7 separate regions of the Mus musculus genome follow, and regions 1, 2, 3, 4, 5 and 6 are each linked to region 7. A link is a contact called in public Hi-C, HiCAR-type and HiChIP or PLAC-seq data. All regions are on one chromosome and are shown on one strand. The core of a region is the stretch at or near the end of the contact, and the rest is flanking DNA. Distances in the headings are between cores, read along the strand shown.

Region 1 (2,700 bases), core at 168-2,667, 1.2 Mb before region 7:
TAAATCTGTGTGCAGCTCTATTAAGGGATCTCACAGAATGCATACCTGCAGTCAGCCAGTATCAAAGGTTTCCTTCCGAGAGGAGGACTAAGCTCAGCGGCGCGGCGCTCTCGAAAAGGATGCTGAGAAGACTCGAATGAAGCCAACTGTCTCCCGTTTTATGGGGGAAAGCCAAAAATACCAAGCAGCTATTCTCCTCCCCCAAGCGTCAGTAGGTGAGTCAGAGCTGGAGGCAGGAGTGGGGCCCATGTGTCAAGCCGCCTGTGCAGGGCTCCTTCCTCCCTCCTCCCGGGAACTCTCGGCCCTCGTCTGACCTCATGGGAATTCTTAAGGTGTCTCCAGCAAGGAAGAAGTGGTGCCTCACTCTGGGGGTGCCTCACTCCTCTGTTTCTCAAGGAAACCGAGACTAAATGCCCTTTATGAGTCCACAAAAGACAACAGCAAATTGCAGCCCTAAACACAACTTTGCAAAGAATACATACAACACCCAAAGAGTTGCATCTTGTTGGAGGGACCCGGCTTTGTAGCTGAGGCCTGCGGCTGCAGACCACTGTCCCTTGGCCTCTCTGACCTTTCATTGTCCTCAGGGAGGATGTTCTGGTATCCCATTAAACTTCAAAGTTGGTACTTTTTGGAGCAAGAACTGCAGGAAACTGCGTTAAAACTCTTGGTCCACATTTCATTAAAGTCAGTTAAGAATCCGAATCCTTGCCTCCGTTTTTTACATCTACAAATCGGGAAAGCACAGCTCTCCACCTACCTCTTAGAAACTTCACTGAAAACTACCCAGAGAACGTAAACCAAATGCCGTGGGGCTCTCCTGAGTGGAAAGTATGAGGTATTGTTTTTAGTATTATTAGACCGGGAGACTACTGGTAAAACACCCCGCCTTCTCTTGCCTCTAAGATGCCCAGTTACCATAACATTAGCCGATGCCACTGGCAACATCCACTTCAATAGAAGGTAGTTATACAATCCTAAGGCGGCTACACCACTCGGCTCCCTTCCCTACCCCAAGCCCAGTACAATTCAACTTCGCTCCAGAGCAAGGATACTTAGGAGAAATAAGAGTCAGATGTGAGCATGGTGCACACCAATCTAACACCGAGGAGAGACGCTCAAGTTGAGTTCTTGGCATAGCAGAAAGCCAAGTGTTTCCAGGGGGTGGCGGGGCCGGTCGCGGGGTGCATGCTGACGCCTGCCGGCTTGGGTTCGGGGATCCCAGCCTCTCCCGCCCCGCGCCCCGAGGTCGCCGAGCACCCGCACAAAGTTTGCAGAGCCGAGGGTCGCATGCGCCCGGGCCCCTCTGGCTCTCCCCCGCACCCCGTACCGAGTGTGCCGGTGGCGGCAGCGGCGGCTCTCGGGTCCGTGCTGCTGCGAGGCTCGCGGCTTCTGCCCGCCGGCCTCGCGCGCCTCCCGCTCCCTGCGCGCTGCCGCCCTCTTCCGAGCGCGGGCCCGCAGCGGGGACGAGCGTGGGTTCCGGGCGCCGCGCGTGCGCGCTGCGGCGCGGGCAGGTCCTCCTGGCCCCGGTTCCTACTCACCTGGACTTACTCGCAGACCCCTGCTCCTTGAAGCCGCGTTGTCCTCCGGCCCAGCTTCTGAGCTGGCGTTCGAAGAATCTGTCCAAATGCAGAGAGGCAACTGCGGGAAGAGACAGAATAAAAGGTGTGAGCGCCGCAGCCAGTGACTAATCACCGCCTCTCAGCCACCCCCTCCTCCTCCCCCGGGCGAGACAGCCCCAGGTGCGGACCCAAGGGGGAAGGCAAAGCCACTCTTTTTTGCTTGTTTGTTGAGGCAAGGTCTCACTATGTAGACCAGGTTGGCCTGGAACTCACAGAGACTCGCCTGCCTCTGCCTTTATCTCCCTAAAGCTGGGATTAAAGGTATAAACCACCACGCCCTAATTCTTCCGTCAACTGCTGGGTGGATTTTGATTGACAGGTGAGGGAAGTAACTGGGGAAACTCCAAAGGAGTTAAAGACCCCTAAACCTCTGATGCATTGACAGTACCCACACTCCTAGGTACAACGAGGCTGACTTGTGGAACCCTTGAAATTTCTTTGCTCTCAACTAGCTCTCTCGCTCTCTCCCTCTCTCTTTCCTCTCTTTCTGTCCTCTTTAGGTTTTCTCACCTGAAATGAATGGATGCAAACTGACTTTAGCGCCACCCTACTCTTCTCTTCGCAAAACTGAGGGGCGATACAGGGGCGGTAGGAACGACTTCCTCCAGCCTCTGCAGTGAGTCAGACTCCAGGAGTCCTGACTTGGCGCTCGGTTGGTCCTGTGCTCACCCAAGCAATGCCCTCGCTGTAGCAAATCGCTGACATCAGAACTGCTGAAGTCAAACTAGTATTCTTGGATTTGGGGGAGGGGACAGAGGAGGAGCACGCCGCACTTAGGGCTTACTTAACAGTTTCTAGCATCTTCAAGTAAAACCTGGAGGTTTTTGTTTTACTTTCTTTCTTTTTTTAATCTCCATTGGCCAACTGGATTCAGTCTTTTTGTGGGTGCTGCAATATCTAGAAGTTTTTGTCTGTTTCCCAGACGAAAATATAACAGCAGAGGCATTTTAGTGATAATACAGGGAAAGCTAAAATGGCCTAGACTGAAGAGATTTGATGCCATTAAAAAGCATGAGAGCTTTAAAATTAGGCAAAATTAACCATTTCATGAAGAACACAAGGAGACTAAGATTAGGTT
Region 2 (2,910 bases), core at 390-2,889, 1.1 Mb after region 7:
TGTCAGTGATCACCTTTACCCATCCCCCGGGCCTTATTTTCTTAAAATAGAGCCCTACATGGGCTGGTGAGATGGCTCAGCGGTTAAGAATACTGATTGCAGCCGGGCGTGGTGGCGCACGCCTTTAATCCCAGCACTCAGGAGGCAGAGGCAGGCGGATTTCTGAGTTCGAGGCCAGCCTGGTCTACAGAGTGAGTTCCAGGAAAAGAATACTGATTGCTCTTCCAAAGGTCCTGAGTTCAATTCCCAGCAACCACATGGTGGCTCACAACCATCTGTAATGAGATCTGACGCCCTCTTCTGGTGTGTCTGAAGACAGCGACAGTGTATTTACATACACTAATAAATAAATAAATCTTTAAAAAAAGAAAAATAGAGCCCTACTGTGCTTTGAAAGCCACGACACTATCCATAACAGGTTAGTAAGATCGTTACTGGTCTTACAGTGTGCTGGTAAAATTAATGTAATAACTGCCTAGCTGGCCTTGGTGTTAAATATCAATGCAATGAACACGTTATTATTTTCTTCTTTTAATTTTCATTTATTCATTTTATGTGTATGAGTGCTATGTTTTTCATGCACATCAGAAGAGGGAATCAGATTCCACTACAGATGCTTGTGAGCCACCATGTGGTTGCTGGGAATTGAACTCAGGACCTCTGGAAAAACAGTCAGTGCTCTTAATTACTGAGCCATCTCTCCGGCCCCATGTGATTTTTTTTTTTTTTTAATTAAAGGCATGGTTCAGAGGTTCAATTCCCAGCACACACATGATGACTCATAACCATTTATAACTCCAGTCCAAGGGGACTCAACACCCTCTTTGGCGGCTATAGGATGCATGGTTCCAGGCACACACAGACATACATGCAGGTAAACACACATGTTAGTAAAAAGTATTTCAAACAGTCTACCTGAGGGTAAGCCTGGTGATGCATGGCCAAAATCCCAGCACAAAGAGGAGGCTGAGGCAGGAAGATAGCCAGTTTGAGCCTAACTTGGGTTATATAATGAGATTCTGTCTCAAAGAAACAGAATGAAAAGCCAAAAACAAATAAACATTAAATAAATAGAAAGCTTATCTTCTACATCCTACATTACACATGTTTTTAACATTTTCCCCAGTTGAGACTTTAAACAATACATATAGACAAAAATGAAAAAAAAAAAAAGCCAAGCTTGTAATTTATTCTATACTATGTGTCACACGCAGCACTAATAGCGAAATTCTTAACATGGATGCTTCCCAAAGCATTTGAAAGTTCACACAAATTTATGCATGGAAACATACGAAGGGCTACTATCAAAGGCTGCTCTCTCCATCAGCTCTCAGCGCCAGCAGAAGTAGAGGCAGTTAAAAAAAAAAACCCGCTCCTTTTTCTCTGCCCATATTTTCAGATTTCCTCAAGTAAACATATTAAAGTGTAGAGATAGTTCTCGGGAAAAAGAAAACTATCGCATGAGAAATGATCTTTGGAATATTAAATCTGACATTTGAAAGTCTGAGTCTTCACTTAGCATATTTTATCACTAGGCATGGGCTGGAATCTGCAGCTCACCTGGCCATCTGTTAGATGGGACTGCAGGAAGCAACCTCCCTGAATTGTTACTGTCTGTCAAAGCAGCCAGAAGCAAGCTTGTCCTTGCAAGGGGTGGAGGTGCTATTTTCTTAGTGAACTGTGACTTTCATTATTACTAGGCTATGCTAAATATCTAAAAATAACCCCCCTTGGTGCCCTTGAAGCCTTATTTAAACATGTTTCCACATCAACACGAGGCAAATGTTTAGATCCATTAGAAAAGGAAATTCGAGAATTAGGTGTTGTGTTTTTAAGTTTTCAACTAATGAAGTATTTCAAATTCGAAGACAATAACAAAAGAAATCCACCCACTTTCCCTTTCTACTTATCAGGGAAACTTGAAAAGCCTTCCCTCTCCTGTCCCTTCTCCCTGCAGACAGCCACTGCCCCGCCGCTGACTTCTGTCGCATACACGCGTATTCAGACTTTATATACATATGACCCACAGCCACACTTTATGCTCATAAATAATACAATTGTGGTTATATAATAGAAAAATTCTTCATTCTCTACTTGGTTTTGCTTGCTTTTATGCTAAATCTATGGTGCCAAGGCCTGGACCTGGGCTCAGTGCCTGTGAGGCCAGACCCCACCACCTCACTGTGCCCACCCAACTCACTGACTGCTGTAGGGAACTGCAAATCTCAGTCAGAAATCCCATCCAGTTGGAATGTTTCTCGTCCTCATTTTCCCATTGCAATTCTACATCTGTTTTCATAAAGCTTTGCTTTATCAGAATGAAATGACTCCCATTATAAACCCTGCTTTTCACATTAGCCCATTCTTTGCTTTAAACTCAGTAGTTACCAAAGGAGCCAGAGCTCCCAAAGGCTCGCTGTAGAACAGTGTGTATCCACCTTCTATTGTGACTTTTAAGACGCAGGATTCAAAAAAGTAATCACAGTCTAATAAGTTTGTTCATTTGTTAAATTGGGTTTTGTTCTAAAATATTTATACTCATATGAACAAATCAAATCAAATCAGTCAGCTTAGCCAAGGGACCGGAGCTACACACAGCAATAAAAGCTCTCTCTAATCCCTTAGTCAAATTGAAAGTACCAAGGAATTGTTGGGAAAGAATTAGTAATTTTCCAAATTATTATAACAATCCTATTATTTTAAATATTGTTATTCAATCTAAAAAAATGTGATTTATGGTGAGCGGATACCAGTAACTATCAAGTAATTTAGCCCAAAATATGGACTGAATTAATTAACTAATTAATAAATGCCAGTTTGAATAGTAACCAGTGTGGCCCCTAACGGACGGACAGCTCCCTGTCCCTCAGTAACCACAAATCACCCACTTTGAAAACCATTCTTGGCAGC
Region 3 (2,700 bases), core at 115-2,614, 1.2 Mb after region 7:
ACTCACAGCATCTTTCTGTCTTAGTCTTCAAAATTCTAGGATTACAATCATGAGCCACTAATGCTTATCATACGTTCATTTTAGTTTAAAATAAAACTACTCACATAGGATCTCTGCTGTGCACAAAATTTGCAGTCTCAGTTGGCTCCCTGGAACCCAAATAAAGGTAGGAGAGAAAATTTCCCAAAAGTGTCCTCTGTCGTACCAGTTCAGGCACTACCTGTCACCATCACGCACAGGCACAAATAGGCCTGTTCTACTTGGGACCAAGTCTTAAAAAAAGAGAGTGCTAATGTGCTGGTCACAGAGAGAAGCAGATCCAAAAGAGCATTGGGATTTTTTAAAGTGCTTTTTGACTTGAGAGAAATTTAAGAATAGTCTCAAGATGAATGAAGGGCTGAGGCTAAAACCAGTAGATTCAGTTATACTACTATGAAAGGAAGACAAAATTTCATGGCTAAGGAGATTTTGACAAGGTATTTGAAAGGTTTAAGTCAGGTAGAAAGACAAAATTACTGGACACGTAACTCAGAAGTGTCTCTGCAAAAAGCCAAGTGTGTGCAAAACGCCAGACTTTTGCCTAGTCACGTCAGCCTCCGATGAAATACTTAATTTCAAGAATCATAGGAATCCTGTTATACATATGATGTCCTAGATTTTCCAGAACTGTGTTTTTTTTTTTTTTCCTTGTAGTATCTTTTTTCCCCTTTAGTAGCCTTTATTTTAGAAGTCGAGTTCCCTGCTCGCCAACACGGGGTTTTCTAAATCTACTTCCAGGGCCTCACAAACTTCCTGGCGCGTCTGATATCCAGTTCTGGCACCCGGTTCTGGCACGAACTAGGGCACACTGTTCAACTTCAGGCTTGGAACCCGAATCCAGGTCACACAACCTCTCTGCCCAGGCAGCCCAGCGGGTCTGGCGTAGCTAGCAACACGCAGCCGGAAGCCAGATCGCGGCTCCCGGTACGCAGCCCGCTGCCGAGCAGGTTCCTGGACCTACCCATTTTCAACCTCAAGTACTGAAGGACTCCGAAGCGTGTGACTGATCACTAATACACGCAAGACGTGACAGCCACGCAGACTTAATTAGCACACACGTCCGCCACTACGCCACTCGTATAACATCACCAACAGGGCCACAGGGCGACAGGGCGGGTCTACGATGTTCAGGGCGGGGCCTAGATGCGCCCTCCTCCTCCTCCTCCCAGTGAAGGCGGGGCTAGGGACTCGGGACAGGGCCTAAAGGTTCCCTTCTCTGCTGGGAAGGGCGGGGCCGGGATGAGCGCGGGGCGGGGCCTAGAGGCTCCTTCTTCCACTGGGCGAGGGCGTGGCCCGGCGAAGGCGGGCCGCGCGTGACGACGTCTAGGGAGCGCGCGCGCCGCCGCGGGGCCAGGCCGAGCGCTGCTGGTGGCGTCCGAGGCTGAAGGCTTGGCGAGAAGGGCTTGCGGCCGCGTGTCGGGCTGTTGGTATTGTGGCTGCCGAGGCCGCCCGCTCCTGGTCATGAGAGGTCAGGCCTGGGGAAGGGGGTGAGGCGGAGGGTTTCCGGGGAGAAGAGCCGAAGCTCGGACGTGGGTGGAGAACTCTGTCCTCGCGGATTCCGGAAGAGTTGGCGTTGACTTTTCTTTCTCCCTTTCCCCTTTTCTTGTTTATGTATGAAGGAGGGCAGGTTTTGTGTTTCTTTTTTAATAGCAGAGACACAAACTGTCCTGTCCCAAGTCGCTCTTCAGAGAGTGAGGCGATAGAGCCGCTGTGGCTTCCGAGCCTCTTCGAAACGTCACACAGTAACTGCACGGTTTCAGCCAGCCAGCCTCCGCCGCAGCTAGCTCCATCGCGGGGGAAACGGGAGAGGCCCGGCGGTGGGCTCTGCGTTTCGTCGGGCGACAGCACGATTCTGGCACCCTGGTCCGAGATCCACACTGGATCACGTAGGGATCTTGCCCTGCCCACAGCCTCTCTTCTGACACCCCTAACCAAGCCGATGGTGGCATTTTTATTCGGGAGGCTAACTCCTTATTTAGACTAAAGCATCACTTAGCAATTACGTGATGACTCCCCCTAAGGGTCCTCTTTCAAAGGCATTTGACTAACATTCTTTTGGAAGGAGAAGCAATATTCTCGGTGGCACCATTAATTACTGAAAACCTTATTAGCTTTGTGGAAGCTGTTTCAGCATAAAATGAAGTGTTTATTATCTTTGTTGATGCTTAATTAAGGCACTGATTTTTTTCCTTCTAAACATTAATGAATCTGTAAAAAAAAATCTATTGTATTTATTTAGTGTGTGTGTCAGAGGACTTGTGGGAGTCAGTTCATTGCTTCCACCATATGAGTTTAGGGGATTTAACTCAAATTAAAGGTCTTGACTTACCCAGCCATCTCACCCACCCTTAGCAAACTTCCTGATGTGGACTCTGCCTCAGAGTACATGAGCCAACTTATTCAGCATTAGTGCTGCTATTCACTGTGGTATCTGCTGGGCACCCCTTTGACTCTTTGCTGATGTCTTTTGGCACATTTGAAAAATCAAGACATCTGCAGTGCTTTGTACTTTAAGTAGCCCCTGGTTCAAAACTCTTGGTTTGCCAAGTTGGACTTCGAGGTTGGAGTGGGGCAGGGCAGCAGAGCTTTGACAGTTGCAAAGATTGAAGGACCTGAAACTTGTCTGTGACTGTCAACTGCCCCTTTAGTGAACAAAGGACA
Region 4 (2,777 bases), core at 122-2,621, 1.2 Mb after region 7:
AACCCATATTCTTCTACAGATGACTTAAAGACATTTAAAGTCACTAGGAGGTTATTACTGATGACATTTGTCCAAGATTGGTTATTTAGTTTGATGTATTTTTTTAACCCTTGGTGTAAAATATGTACGTTTCAGTAAGTATTACTGTAGAAAAAATGGTATACATAAATAACAAACTACTAGGACAGCAAAGGTAAAGCCAAGATGTGCACTAGAAAAGCGACTCTAAATTTAAACTTCAGCAAGGAAAACCCTCACACCACTATTCACAAGTCTCGGTTCAAGCAATTTATTTTTGGCGAGACAAATCACAGCTGTCAACGCTTTTTTTCCCACCCTACAATTACATAAATTATTCTGAAAAAAAAATATAGACATCTTCAACTTGAAGGGAATTAACTTACAAATGCCGTGTGTCGTTATGAATGGGGGTTTTTTTTTCCTTTAAAAAGTCACACGGAAGGGGGGTTAAAAATAAAAGGCAAACAAACAAACCCTGGAAGATGCAGCAGAGCCCCCTTGCTCCCGAAATAAAACTCCTGGTGGCTGTCACAGCAGTGCTACTCCCGACAGAAGTTTTCAGCTGTCACTTCTAACAGCTGAGCGCTTCCTAGGAGAGAAGCGACAGGCCGAGAAGAGAGGTGGTTGTGGGGAGTCTGAAGATTTAAGGCTTGCAATCTTACACTCCACAGGGAAACCCTTCCGCATCTCACCTGCACTAAGGGGGACACCCCAACAAGATCGGCCCTCCCCACCCCCAGCACACGCTCACACCACCCGGGCCGCACTCAAGCCCCACAGCTCCAGAAGCCGACCGCGCGCCTTTTCTCCTCGGCGCTCCAGAAACACATTGCTCCGGGGCAGCGCTCAGCTAGGGATCAGGGCGAGCCCTGCACCTGCGCGCCCCGCAGAGGCCTCACACCTAGGGCCAGGTCCGTCCGCCCGCCCGCCCGCTCCCCGACTCGGCCGCGCGGCGCCTCAGCTCCTCCCGGAGACCGCTCGCGTCCCCCCCGGGTCTCCACGCCCTCGGGCACACCAGGCTTCCCGGGCCCACGCCGCCACCCCGGCCCTGTCACCTCGCCGCTGCCCCCCCACCCCGCCGCCCATACCCCGGGGACCCCGGGCCTCACCCCCTCCTCCAGCTCATCCTCAGAGCCTGCATCTTCTGGCTGGTCCAGGTCTATGTCAAACACTCCTGCCATGTCCTCAGCTTCCCTGTGTCGGAAGTCAGGCGCTAGGTAAAAGCCGTCCCGCCTCCGTCGTCGCCTCATGGGCCCGGACCCGCCGCAGACTCCACGGCTGCTGCCGCCATCACCGGCTGCTTAAGCTCAATGCGTCTGCGCCTAGGCCCCAGACTGGCTCCTCAAGTTCAGCTCCGGCGCATGCGTACAAAGTCTTCTGAAGCCATACAGTGGGCAGCGGACATGCGTAGCATTAGCTCCCGGGGCCAGGTACTGGCAGGAGCATGCGCAGAACACCGTCCGAAGCCAAGCCGGGAAAGTACAGCTTGCGCGTTTCTGTCTAAGGCGTTTGCCGGACACGGAGCATGCGTACCATATCTGAAGTTGATAAATTGAAATTGAACATGCGTGATTAGCCTTCCTAAATAGAAGAAGGGAAACGAGGGTCGAAAAAAGACAAGCCCTCAGCAGAGCTCTTCGCATAAGGAGCGAGCGCATTTATTTGTTCTAAGTAGTTTTTTTTTTTAAAGTATTGAAAGTGAGCATGCGCGTAGTGAGAGGGTTGGTCTTCTGAAGTTTGAACCGAACTGAAACTGCCGGTCGCAGAGCTGTCAGTGAGTGTGGGGTTACCGGGGAGCTGATAGGGAAGAAAGGCAAAGAGAGACTCTTGTCTTTGCTATTTGCTAATTCAGTGGCTTGGAAAAGTTACATAACCCTTCGGTAACTCAATTTCCTTAACTGTAAAGTGAGAATAGAATTACCTACAATGCAGTCTTAGACGTTAAGTTGAAAATCTGGTTCACAAGCCTCTGCTCCTTTCCGGGGCTACATAGACTTGATGTGAAGCACTTATCAAAAATACTCTTTTTAAAATAGTCCCTGTTCTCCGAGAGGCTGAGGCAGAAGGATCATGTGTTTCAAGTCAGCCCAGACTAATTAGACAGTTTCAGGCGTAACTGGGCTACATAGAGAGATGTTGTCTAAAAACAAACAACGTCGTTTAAAAATAATAAAGATTTAGTTTCATATTTTATCTGGTCTTTCTCTAAGCTCCAACTTTGTTTTTCTTTCTTTTCTTTCCGAGACACGATCTCGCTATGTAGCTCTGGCTGTCCTGGAACGCACTGTGTAGGTGCAAACTCACAGAGATCGGTCTGCCTCAGCCTCCCAAGTGTTGTTGGGTTGAAAGGCTTGCACCACTATGCCTGGATCCAACTTTATGCTAGTTGGTTTGGTTTTTGGTTTTCAGAGACAGGATTTCTTTATGTGGCCCTGGCTGTCCTGGAACTCTCTGTGTCCTCAAACTCAGAGATCTGCCTACCTCTGTCTCTTGAGTACTGGAATTAAAGGTATAGCCACCATGACTGGGCTTATTGATCTTAACTGTGCTTTCCGGGCCAGAAGACGGTTGGTGAGAAAACAGAAAATTAATGTTATTGAATGTTCTATTGTTGAGCTAACTTCTGATGTCCATGTAGTGTGAAATGTATACAAAGAATTCCTTCAGGATCATATTTCCTTTAGATTATTTATGTGTGTGAGTATATATGCACATGTGTGTGAATGTGAGCACTTATGCAAATGCACAGGAGATGA
Region 5 (2,783 bases), core at 137-2,636, 1.2 Mb before region 7:
TTGCTACGGATGGTCGTGAGCCACCACGTGGTTGCTGGGAATTGAACTCAGGACCTTCTGAAGAGCAGTCAGTGGTCTTAACCTCTGAGCCATCTCTCCAGCCCCCCCCCCTTTTGTTTTTAAAGATTTATTTATTTTATTTATATGAGTACATTGTAGCTGTCCTTAGACCCACCAGAAGGCATCAGATCCCATTACAGATGGCTGTGAGCCACCGTGTGGTTGCTGGGATTTGAACTCGGAACCTCTGGAAGCGCAGCCAGTGCTCTTAACCGCTGAGCCATCTCTCCAACCAAAATAGGTTTTTCACGTTGACATTTTTAGCTTGGGGACTGACATACAAAGTATATGCAATGCTTAGATAAGAAGGCTGAGGGTCAAACTTTAGGCTATTTTGGGTAGGGGTGAGTTTTTACTCTATTTCCAAGAAAAATGATCTTTGAAGAACGTTGTGGCTCAGTAGTTCAGTTGTAGGGTGTTTTAGCAAGGATGCTTTATATTCACACTCCAGCATCCATTGAGCAAACAAACCCAGTACTCCAGAGGTACAGACAGTACGATCAGTTCATGGAAACTCTTGGCTACATTAAGTTCAAGGTTAGCCCAAGATACATGAGGCTGACTAAAAAAAAAAATTAATTAAAAAAAAAATTAACAAAGGCATATGTCAGGTACTAAATGTAATCTTAGTACGGGGACTATATCTTGGAATCCTAACAATCTCCTGACATAGGCTGTTTTCCCCAAGAAAATGAAGCGCTAAAGATTGGGGTATTTGCACAATGTTTTTACAGCCTGGTGAACAGCAGGGCTCTATCAAGACCTTTACAGTGGCAAAGATTCTACAGTACGTTCTGACAAACACTTCACATTGCAAAGCACAATGCTGCAGAAAGCAAAATCCTCCTTCCTCTCCTTCCTTAGAAGACCACGCAGTGACACTAACATCCTTGAGAGATGGGCTACATTTAAATTAATTACAAGAGGGATCAGGGAAGGCATGGAGGGGCAGGATCCCATGAGCACAGGGGAGCCGCGGGCTTGGCAGTTGTGCAGTTAACATCCTTAGAGCTGCACGGTCTTGGGCAGGTCACTGTAGCCGGGCCTCGACCGCAAAACAGTGCTAAACACTGGGGCGCGGAGACCCACGTGGGGGTTCGGCGGGTCAGGTGGGCCGGGGCCGTGCTCCACCGCCCAGCCGGGAATACGGAGCTGCGGCACCGCCAGCCGCCGGGGGGAGGGGCTCGGGACTCGCCCGGCCGCGCCAACCTCCCCCGCCGCGTGGCCCCGCCGCGCCAGCCGGCACCTCGTGACCCCGCGTGCCCTCGCTCCCGCCGCTCGGCCCCGCGCCTCACCTCGCCACGTCCCGCACCTCGGCGCCGAAGAGCCCGCCGCTGCGCGCGCTGTGCAGACTCTGCGTGCGCGCCGCGGCCTGCGTGCGCGGCCTCGACTCACGTGCGCGGTCCCGTGCCGCGAGCACGCCGAGGCGGTCCCGCCTCCTCCAGTCTGGCAGCGGGCGGGTCCCGGTGGCGCCGCCCCGGGATGGGGAGCGTGGTACCTGGCTGCTAGTCGGTGGGCTCTGAAGTCTGACCTGCTGTCACTTTCTCCGTCGCCACAAGCGGCCCGGTGGCATGTGCTAAGGCGGCTTCCGCTGTTTCAGTCTAGATTTTTTTCTTAACAGTCCCATTCCAATTCTTTTGCAAGCAAAGAAACTGAGGCTGCCCAGGCTCTGGACTGGAGGATGACGAGCCCCGGGCGCATCATGCCACTCATGGATTACCCGGACTGAATGACTTGAGGGGTGAAGAGGGTCCTTTTTATTCTGATGCTTCTGGGACGTCGAAATTGCCTTCTCTGGAAAGACCCATCCCCTGCCTGGGCTTCAGAGGCCCACATGGAAACGCAGTGATGATGTGGTGGTCCACTCTGATGTCACTCTTGAGGGCTAGGTATGTCCCAACATCTCTTATTACTAATAGTATAGATTCTTATAAGAGCTTCCATTTGTGGAGTCCTTCAATACTGCATGCCAGGCATTGTACAAAGCGGGTTACACATAAGGGTTCGTCTAAAACAACTTTCTGAGGGAGGCACTGTTACTGTCCTCATGGTCCAGCATTGAAATATATAACTTAGGATCACAGTGCTACCAAGTGTTGGGGAAGAGCTCTATTCCAACCCATGGCTTGATCTTAACTATTATGCTGTATATCTATTTAAAAATCTGTTTCATAGATTTGCCCAATTTCTGTTGGAATTCATTTATACGATATCTGCCCGTGTGGCATCTTGATTTGTTTTTTGGTACACAGGTAATATAAGTCTATTGTTAAAATAAAAATAAAATCTGCAGCTGGGTGCAATTAGTGGCTCACATCTGTGATCTCAACACTTGGAGAGTGCAGGACAATTGCTTTGAGATTGAGATCAATCTGGGCTACAGAGTAAGAGATCTGTCTCAAAAAAAAAAAGAGTAGTAAAGAAAAAACATTAAAAATTCACATGTGAAAGTCATCCCCACCACGTTAAATAAACAGTTGATGCTATAGAGTACTTCACATTTACTGACTCTCCAAATCCATTCATTTCACAAAAGCACAACGAACAGCCACTTCCCTGGGTGCTGAGAATTTGGTAGTGAGCGAAGTATATGCTCTTGCACATAAGGTTTGTGTATTTTATATATAAGCAATAAAATATAAGTATGTTGCATATTAATATATAAGTAACAAATATTTTTAAATGCCTCATAATGTGGTTTTATGGGAAATAAATCAGGATCC
Region 6 (2,925 bases), core at 228-2,727, 1.0 Mb after region 7:
CTAATCTAGCTTCAAAAAAAAAAAAAAAAAAAAAAACCCAAAGTGCCAAAAATAGATCCAGTTGGGGAAGACAGAAACGTTAAACCTGCTGTACATCTTACTACATGTGACGAGATGCTGATTAATGGACATGTCAAGAAAACCAGTCTAATCTGTAAGACGTAAGTGTGCTGAAGATCCCCATTTACCACATCGTGAAAGAGATTCAACAAAGGAAATTCAGTAATTCCTTATTCTAACTTAGTGACAGAAAGCATAAGGTGCCAAAAATGAAACTGCTGATACATGACTGGCAGTTTATGCTTGCCAACTAGTTATGCTCCACCCACTTAATTCACTTACCTATGATAGACTTAATATTTCTCAGAGCACACGAAAAATGAAAAAAGTCACTCTAACTTAGTCATTCAGGAAGCTCGGCTATCGTTTAATTCAGGACTAGATATTTGCAACAGTTGGTACTTTTGACAAAAGTCTTAACTCTTGAGTGTTATCCGATTTGGGCCGACCTACATACACGTACTAGAACATCCCTAATTCCAGCTGCCCCAGACTTTTCAGTTCAATAAAAGGAACAGCCAGCTCAAAACATTCTTAAAACGTAAGCAAAACAGACAAATATAGAACGTTTAGTGCGAAACCACAGTACCTCCTCCACTTGCCCCTCCACTCTCACAAAAACATAATGTTCTAATAAAAGCAAGATGGCTAGAAATTGTCAAAATGGCAAAATGTTTTCAAAGTTTAAAAAGAAAACATATGAACCGGCACACACTGTTTTTACACAAAGATCTGAAGTCACCCATAAGGACACTACCCCTGTATTAGTTTAACTTACAAAACGAAGAGGGTTTTAATACGTAAGTTTTTGGGGGGGTCCTGTTTAAGAGAAGCCCACTTACAAGGGAAAAGCGAGCTTAAAGGCAGTCGAGCAGGGGCAATCGTGGAAAGTGTGGAAAAGGGATACACTGTTCGATACAAGGGGCGGGGGGCGGGGAGGCGGGGAAGCAAGAAGCACACAAGAAAATATTACTATCCGGGCAGATAAGCAGCCCAAGTTAAGGAAAAGACTAGGATGGGGAAAAGAGTCCAAAACAAGACAGGAGGAGGAGAAAGACCGAGGGGGTGGGGGGAAAGACAAGCCTCTTCCCAGCAGAGCCCCGGTCGGTAGGTGAGCGGACGCTGCCTCCCGGGGCGGCCGCAGAGCCTCGGAGGAGGCCGACTCCGGCGGGGCCTAGCCGGGGGACACCGGCATCTGGATGCGACCCAGACCCCCTCCCCCACGGCCCAAGGGCGCACGGCGCGGCCCCCTCCCCCACCGCCCGCGGCCCCCGCACTCACCAGGCAGAAGAGGTTACAGTGACAATCTTCCAGGCTGGCCCCGTTCGACACGAAGGAGGAACTCATCGTCCCTCACAGCAGCCGCCGCCGGCGCCACAACCCACCATCCGCCATTACCGCCGCCTCCGACCAGAGAGAGAAACACAGACACCGGGGAGGGCGGGGGGCGGTGGGGAGGAGGCCGCCGGGCCGCCCGCCCTCCCCGCCGCCCCCCGGCGCCGCCGCGGCCCCCGCCGCCCGGAGGCACCCAGCCGCCCGGGGCCGAGGCCGCAGGCGGGAGGGCCGCGCCGCGCTCGGCCGGCCGCCGGGACTGCGGAGCCCGCGGACGCGCGTCCCTCTCCGGAGAGGAGGGGAAGGGATGTCTGTCCCTTCCACCAGAAAAATAAAAAAAGATTTAAAAGAAGAAAAGAGAAAAAAAAACGAAAAACAAAAAAATAATAATAACAATCAGGTACACGATAAATAGTCAGAGCCCGAGTCCGAGCGGGCCGAGCCCAGAAGCCCGGGAGGGTTCTCCGCGGCCCGGGGACGCCCGCGGAGGGGCGGGAAGGGCGAGGACCGGCAGAGCACCCCGGGCCCCCGGCCCGGCAGCGGCGATGTCCTTAAGCCCAGAGTCTCCTCAGCGGCGGAGGTGGTGGCGGCGTCTGTGGGCTCAGTCCATTCTCCGGCTGTGTCCTCGTGTTGTCCCTGGGCCAAGCCTGCCTAACGTCTGCTCTCCTGCCGCCTCACCGCCTGGACGCCGTAGTCTCCCCCATTTTGTGGGCCCAGCGGGCGGTGTTTTTCCCCCTTTAATCCGAATTCACGGGTTTTCCCTTCGCTTTAATGGCGGCCACAGGGACCAGCTCGCCCTCTCTGCTCGCCCATTGGCCGCCGCGAGGTCACGTGGGCCGGGCTCCGTAGGGAGGGGGGAGAGAGAAGGCGGTGAGGGAGGGCAGGGAAGCTTTCGGAGCCCCGGGGACCGGGCGGCCAGCTGGTGGCTACTAACATGGCGCCATCTGCTGGATGCCCCGGTTAAGATGACCCGAGTCTTGGCCCTAGCTTTCTGCTGGCTGGGGAAAGTGCAGCAGCGCAGGAAGGTTCACTTCAAAATCGAGAATTACTTGGAAATCAGTTCAAATTCTTTGGAAGAGAAAGTTGGCAAAAAAAAAAAAAAAAGAGAGAGAGAGAGAGAAAAAGAAAAAAGAAAAGAAAAAGAAAGACGTTCCAATGCATTCTCATTCACTCCATAAGGCCGCCGGGGTACATCGCAGAACTCTAGGGCTAAAGAATGAGAGCTGGATAGACACCAGCCTCGCCCTCTCTTTTTAAGTTATAATAAAGAGGTAAAAAAAATGAAACGATATGGTCTTGTGGTTAATGAACTAGAAATAAAGTCCTGCTGTTCAGGATTCGAAGCTGGAGCCAGTCTTTTACCTCTTTGTGACTCAGTTTCCTCATCTGTAAAATGAGGAAAACAAATGTTATGTTTGTTATATGATGCATGAATACAACCTGAGCACTAGCCTCGTGCCTGCGCCCGATAAGCAGTGTAAGGCATGCATTACTATACTTCCATCCTTCCTTTCTGTGGTTACTTTGAGAAAC
Region 7 (2,700 bases), core at 64-2,563:
AGTTATTTCAGAATGCTGTTTTAGGGGAGTGGAGAGATGGCTCAGTGGTTAAGAGCCTGCACTGCTTTTTGGTTTGGAGCGCCTATCTGGCTCACAACCACCTGTAACTCCAGTTGTAGGCGGAGGGTTGGGACTCCACACAACATCCACAGAGATACACACATAATGAAAATGAAATAAATATTTAATGACAATTTTAAAAGGAATTGTCTTGGGAGGTATAGAAACTGTTGTTGAAAGGCAGGCCAGCATAAAGCCTTTCCTTGTTGTTTGCATTTCCCATGCTGCTGTAAATAAGTTTCCATTACGCTTTTTGTGAAATCTCAAAGGCTGTACAGAAAATAATAAAGGAACACGTTGACTCCCTCAAAAGAATATGGTGCTAAGAAAATATTAAGTTGATCACTCGAGAACTTATTTCAATTTCGTGGAAATCAGTCTAAAAGCATTCATTTTGTTGTTGGGACTGTCAACTTCTGTGAACGGAGGGAAATAACCGTGTCTTTAGGGCATGGAGATCCTGTTGTATGCTCCTTTTCCAAACGGTAACTTAGATTCTGCAGTAATAGCTGTATTCAAGACGAGTCCGAAAAAGTATTAACGACGCTGAAAAGAGGAAGAAATATGCAAAATACTTAAAAAAAAAAAAGGGCTGTAAAGTGTTAGGAATTAAACTCGCCGACAGGTCTCCGACCTAACGTTATCGCGGAAAACAGGGCTGTGCAACTGGCGGTGGAAAATTCCAAGTCTTCTTAAGTAAACCCGACTGCTTCCCTTAACTCCCAGCCGGACAAGTCCCACCCAAGCCAGTTCACGCGTGCTACGCTGGTCTAGCGCACGGACCAACGACTTTGCAGGGCATTTTCGCGCCATTTCGCTTGAAATAAGTGGAAGGTCAAGTCTACCTTTGACCTCTGCAAATTTTCCACAATCGCGGGAGGCAAAACTGGCTCTGCAAAAGGACCAAAGGGGAAAAGCCAGAAGTCTCACGTTAGGGATTTAAGGGGAAAAAAAGATGACAGGTTGAGGCTTCAGCCGCTTAGTAACAGCGGAAAACCCCCAGGGTACAGAAGCCCTAGGCTGGAGAAAACAAACCGGGCAAGGAGCGCGCTCCCCCGGTCGGCGGGCCGAGCGAGATCAGCGGTTGCAGAGAGATGCGGGGGTGGAAGGAGGGCGGGGGCGAGCTTGCTCTTCTTGACTCCTGATTGGTCTGTCTCAGCGAGCCGAGTGACGTCATCAGGAGAAAGGGGGGGAAAGAACGTCTGATTTGTATGGTGGGCGCGGGCGGGCGGGGAGCGAGTTCAGTGCGCAGGCGCAGCTGCTCGGCTCCTCTCGCCCGCGACTCGACCGGCCCAGCTCTCGCGGACAAGTCCCGACATCACGCGCCCCCCCCCACCGCCGCGGGGACCGCCTCCTCTTCACTCTCGGCTTCGTCGAAGATAAACAATAGTTGGCCGGCGAGCGGCGAGTGTGTCTCCCGCCTCGGAATTCGGCGGGCTGCGTGGGAACGGCGGGATCCCGGGCAGCCGGCCATGGCGGGGCTGTACTCGCTGGGAGTGAGCGTCTTCTCGGACCAGGGCGGGAGGAAGTACATGGAGGACGTAACTCAGATCGTGGTGGAGCCCGAGCCGGCTGCGGAGGACAAGCCGGCGCCGGTACCGCGGCGGGCGCTCGGGTTGCCGGCGACCCCCACTCTCGCCGGCGTCGGGCCATCGGAAAAAGGCCCGGCGGCGGCCCGCGACCCTGCCCCGGACGCCGCGGCCTCGCTACCCGCTGGCCGCTGCTGTCGCCGCCGCTCTTCGGTGGCCTTCTTTGCAGTGTGCGACGGGCACGGCGGTCGGGAGGCGGCACAGTTTGCCCGGGAGCACTTGTGGGGTTTCATCAAGAAGCAGAAAGGCTTCACCTCGTCCGAGCCCGCCAAGGTGTGCGCTGCCATCCGCAAAGGTTTCCTCGCCTGTCACCTCGCCATGTGGAAGAAACTGGGTAAGTTCCCCGCCCGCCTCTTTTTTTCTTTTCTCCCCTTATCCCCCTGGGCTTTTTATAGCATCAGCACCGCGTGGGCCTCCCCGGTACCAAGAGCGCTATCCATCAAGCGACGCTGTCCAACAAGGGATGCGAGTGAAGACTGTCATGGTTGGAGTTCTAGGCACACCGAGTGGCCTCGGAAACGCTAGGATGGCTTGTCTCCCAGCAACCGCTCCTTGCATTATCTCCTCCCTCCTACGATCAGGGGGCAACAGTCTCCCCTCTCCCTTCGCTAATTCACTTTGGTAGCAGCACGCTCAGAAGTGTTTGAATGCCGGCGCCAGATTGTAACCGAGGGATAAATTTAAGAAACGTTTCTACACGGGCTAGGTGAAAGAAGCAGGAGGTGGCAAGAATTGGAGCGTTCCCTTAGCATCTGTCATAATTTTGTTCTTGTTGGGCTTGTTCCTCTTGGTTGCCTCCTACCGGTGGTGTCACTTCTTCAGATTGACCTGAATGGCTCTGGCTCGATGTAAGTCAATTTAGAAGGGCTGAAGTGTAACATAGGCAACTTACTTTTGTGATAGTGTTTTGGGGTAATCCCTTGAATTGTTTATGAGAAAGGTGTGCAACGTGTTAAATATTAAATTGGCTCCATGTTAGGGGCATGTGTTAACTTCTTGGTGTGTGTGTGTGGGATACTTAGAATTGCATTCAGTTTTCCAAAAGTTCATA

What was found. Hi-C and Micro-C count contacts between places; a contact is called where the count stands out from the background. HiCAR-type assays count read pairs that join an accessible place to other places. HiChIP or PLAC-seq counts read pairs in DNA pulled down with a chosen protein or histone mark.
Region 1: a HiCAR-type map of astrocytes shows a contact between it and region 7, with 2.8 times the contacts expected there. The contact joins the promoter of Dusp14 here to the promoter of Ppm1d in region 7. A contact is called at or near these places in 1 of 39 promoter capture datasets (hippocampal neurons) and 1 of 115 datasets of contacts at active chromatin or transcription factors (astrocytes).
Region 2: a contact with region 7 is called in a Hi-C map of B cells, with 5 read pairs. The contact joins the enhancer-like site here to the promoter of Ppm1d in region 7. A contact is called at or near these places in 2 of 39 promoter capture datasets (the C10 cell line and hippocampal neurons), 1 of 484 Hi-C or Micro-C datasets (B cells), 1 of 115 datasets of contacts at active chromatin or transcription factors (astrocytes) and 1 of 9 other capture datasets (embryonic stem cells).
Region 3: a contact with region 7 is called in an H3K27ac HiChIP or PLAC-seq map of cardiomyocytes, with 4 times the contacts expected there. The contact joins the promoter of Rnft1 here to the promoter of Ppm1d in region 7. A contact is called at or near these places in 1 of 39 promoter capture datasets (hippocampal neurons), 1 of 484 Hi-C or Micro-C datasets (CD4 T cells) and 3 of 115 datasets of contacts at active chromatin or transcription factors (astrocytes, cardiomyocytes and pro-B cells).
Region 4: a contact with region 7 is called in a HiCAR-type map of astrocytes, with 3 times the contacts expected there. The contact joins the promoter of Rps6kb1 here to the promoter of Ppm1d in region 7. A contact is called at or near these places in 3 of 39 promoter capture datasets (hippocampal neurons, liver and pre-B cells), 2 of 115 datasets of contacts at active chromatin or transcription factors (astrocytes and embryonic forebrain) and 1 of 9 other capture datasets (liver).
Region 5: a contact with region 7 is called in an HNF4G HiChIP or PLAC-seq map of pancreatic cancer cells. The contact joins the promoter of Tada2a here to the promoter of Ppm1d in region 7. A contact is called at or near these places in 1 of 39 promoter capture datasets (hippocampal neurons), 1 of 484 Hi-C or Micro-C datasets (B cells) and 2 of 115 datasets of contacts at active chromatin or transcription factors (astrocytes and pancreatic cancer cells).
Region 6: a contact with region 7 is called in a HiCAR-type map of astrocytes, with 3 times the contacts expected there. The contact joins the promoter of Med13 here to the promoter of Ppm1d in region 7. A contact is called at or near these places in 7 of 39 promoter capture datasets (3T3-L1-derived adipocytes, frontonasal cranial neural crest, hippocampal neurons and 3 more), 1 of 115 datasets of contacts at active chromatin or transcription factors (astrocytes) and 1 of 9 other capture datasets (adipose tissue).

Annotation. Positions count from the first base shown.
Region 1 is chr11:84,066,940-84,069,639 of GRCm38.p6, forward strand. Dusp14 (dual specificity phosphatase 14) reads right to left here and starts at 1,418. Exons shown (of 3, transcript NM_019819.3): 1 at 1,331-1,418.
Region 2 is chr11:86,427,427-86,430,336 of GRCm38.p6, forward strand. No RefSeq gene overlaps it. Among named protein-coding and RNA genes, the nearest start is that of Gm26439, 8.5 kb to the right of the region's middle. Within about 2 kb of position 1,640, at least 15 of the 459 cell types and tissues checked have an H3K27ac peak or open chromatin away from gene starts, as enhancers often do. A contact at or near this core is called in B cells, where this site is marked.
Region 3 is chr11:86,483,293-86,485,992 of GRCm38.p6, forward strand. It overlaps Rnft1 (ring finger protein, transmembrane 1), which reads left to right and starts at 1,365. Exons shown (of 9, transcript NM_029788.5): 1 at 1,365-1,507.
Region 4 is chr11:86,543,436-86,546,212 of GRCm38.p6, forward strand. It overlaps Rps6kb1 (ribosomal protein S6 kinase, polypeptide 1), which reads right to left and starts at 1,372. Exons shown (of 15, transcript NM_001114334.2): 1 at 1,131-1,372. The coding sequence starts at 1,271. It overlaps Tubd1 (tubulin, delta 1), which reads left to right and starts at 1,556. Exons shown (of 9, transcript NM_019756.3): 1 at 1,556-1,795.
Region 5 is chr11:84,128,182-84,130,964 of GRCm38.p6, forward strand. Tada2a (transcriptional adaptor 2A) reads right to left here and starts at 1,387. Exons shown (of 16, transcript NM_172562.3): 1 at 1,356-1,387. It also overlaps a transcript of Acaca not described here.
Region 6 is chr11:86,356,119-86,359,043 of GRCm38.p6, forward strand. Med13 (mediator complex subunit 13) reads right to left here and starts at 1,478. Exons shown (of 30, transcript NM_001080931.2): 1 at 1,342-1,478. The coding sequence starts at 1,407.
Region 7 is chr11:85,309,941-85,312,640 of GRCm38.p6, forward strand. It overlaps Ppm1d (protein phosphatase 1D magnesium-dependent, delta isoform), which reads left to right and starts at 1,314. Exons shown (of 6, transcript NM_016910.3): 1 at 1,314-1,983. The coding sequence starts at 1,533.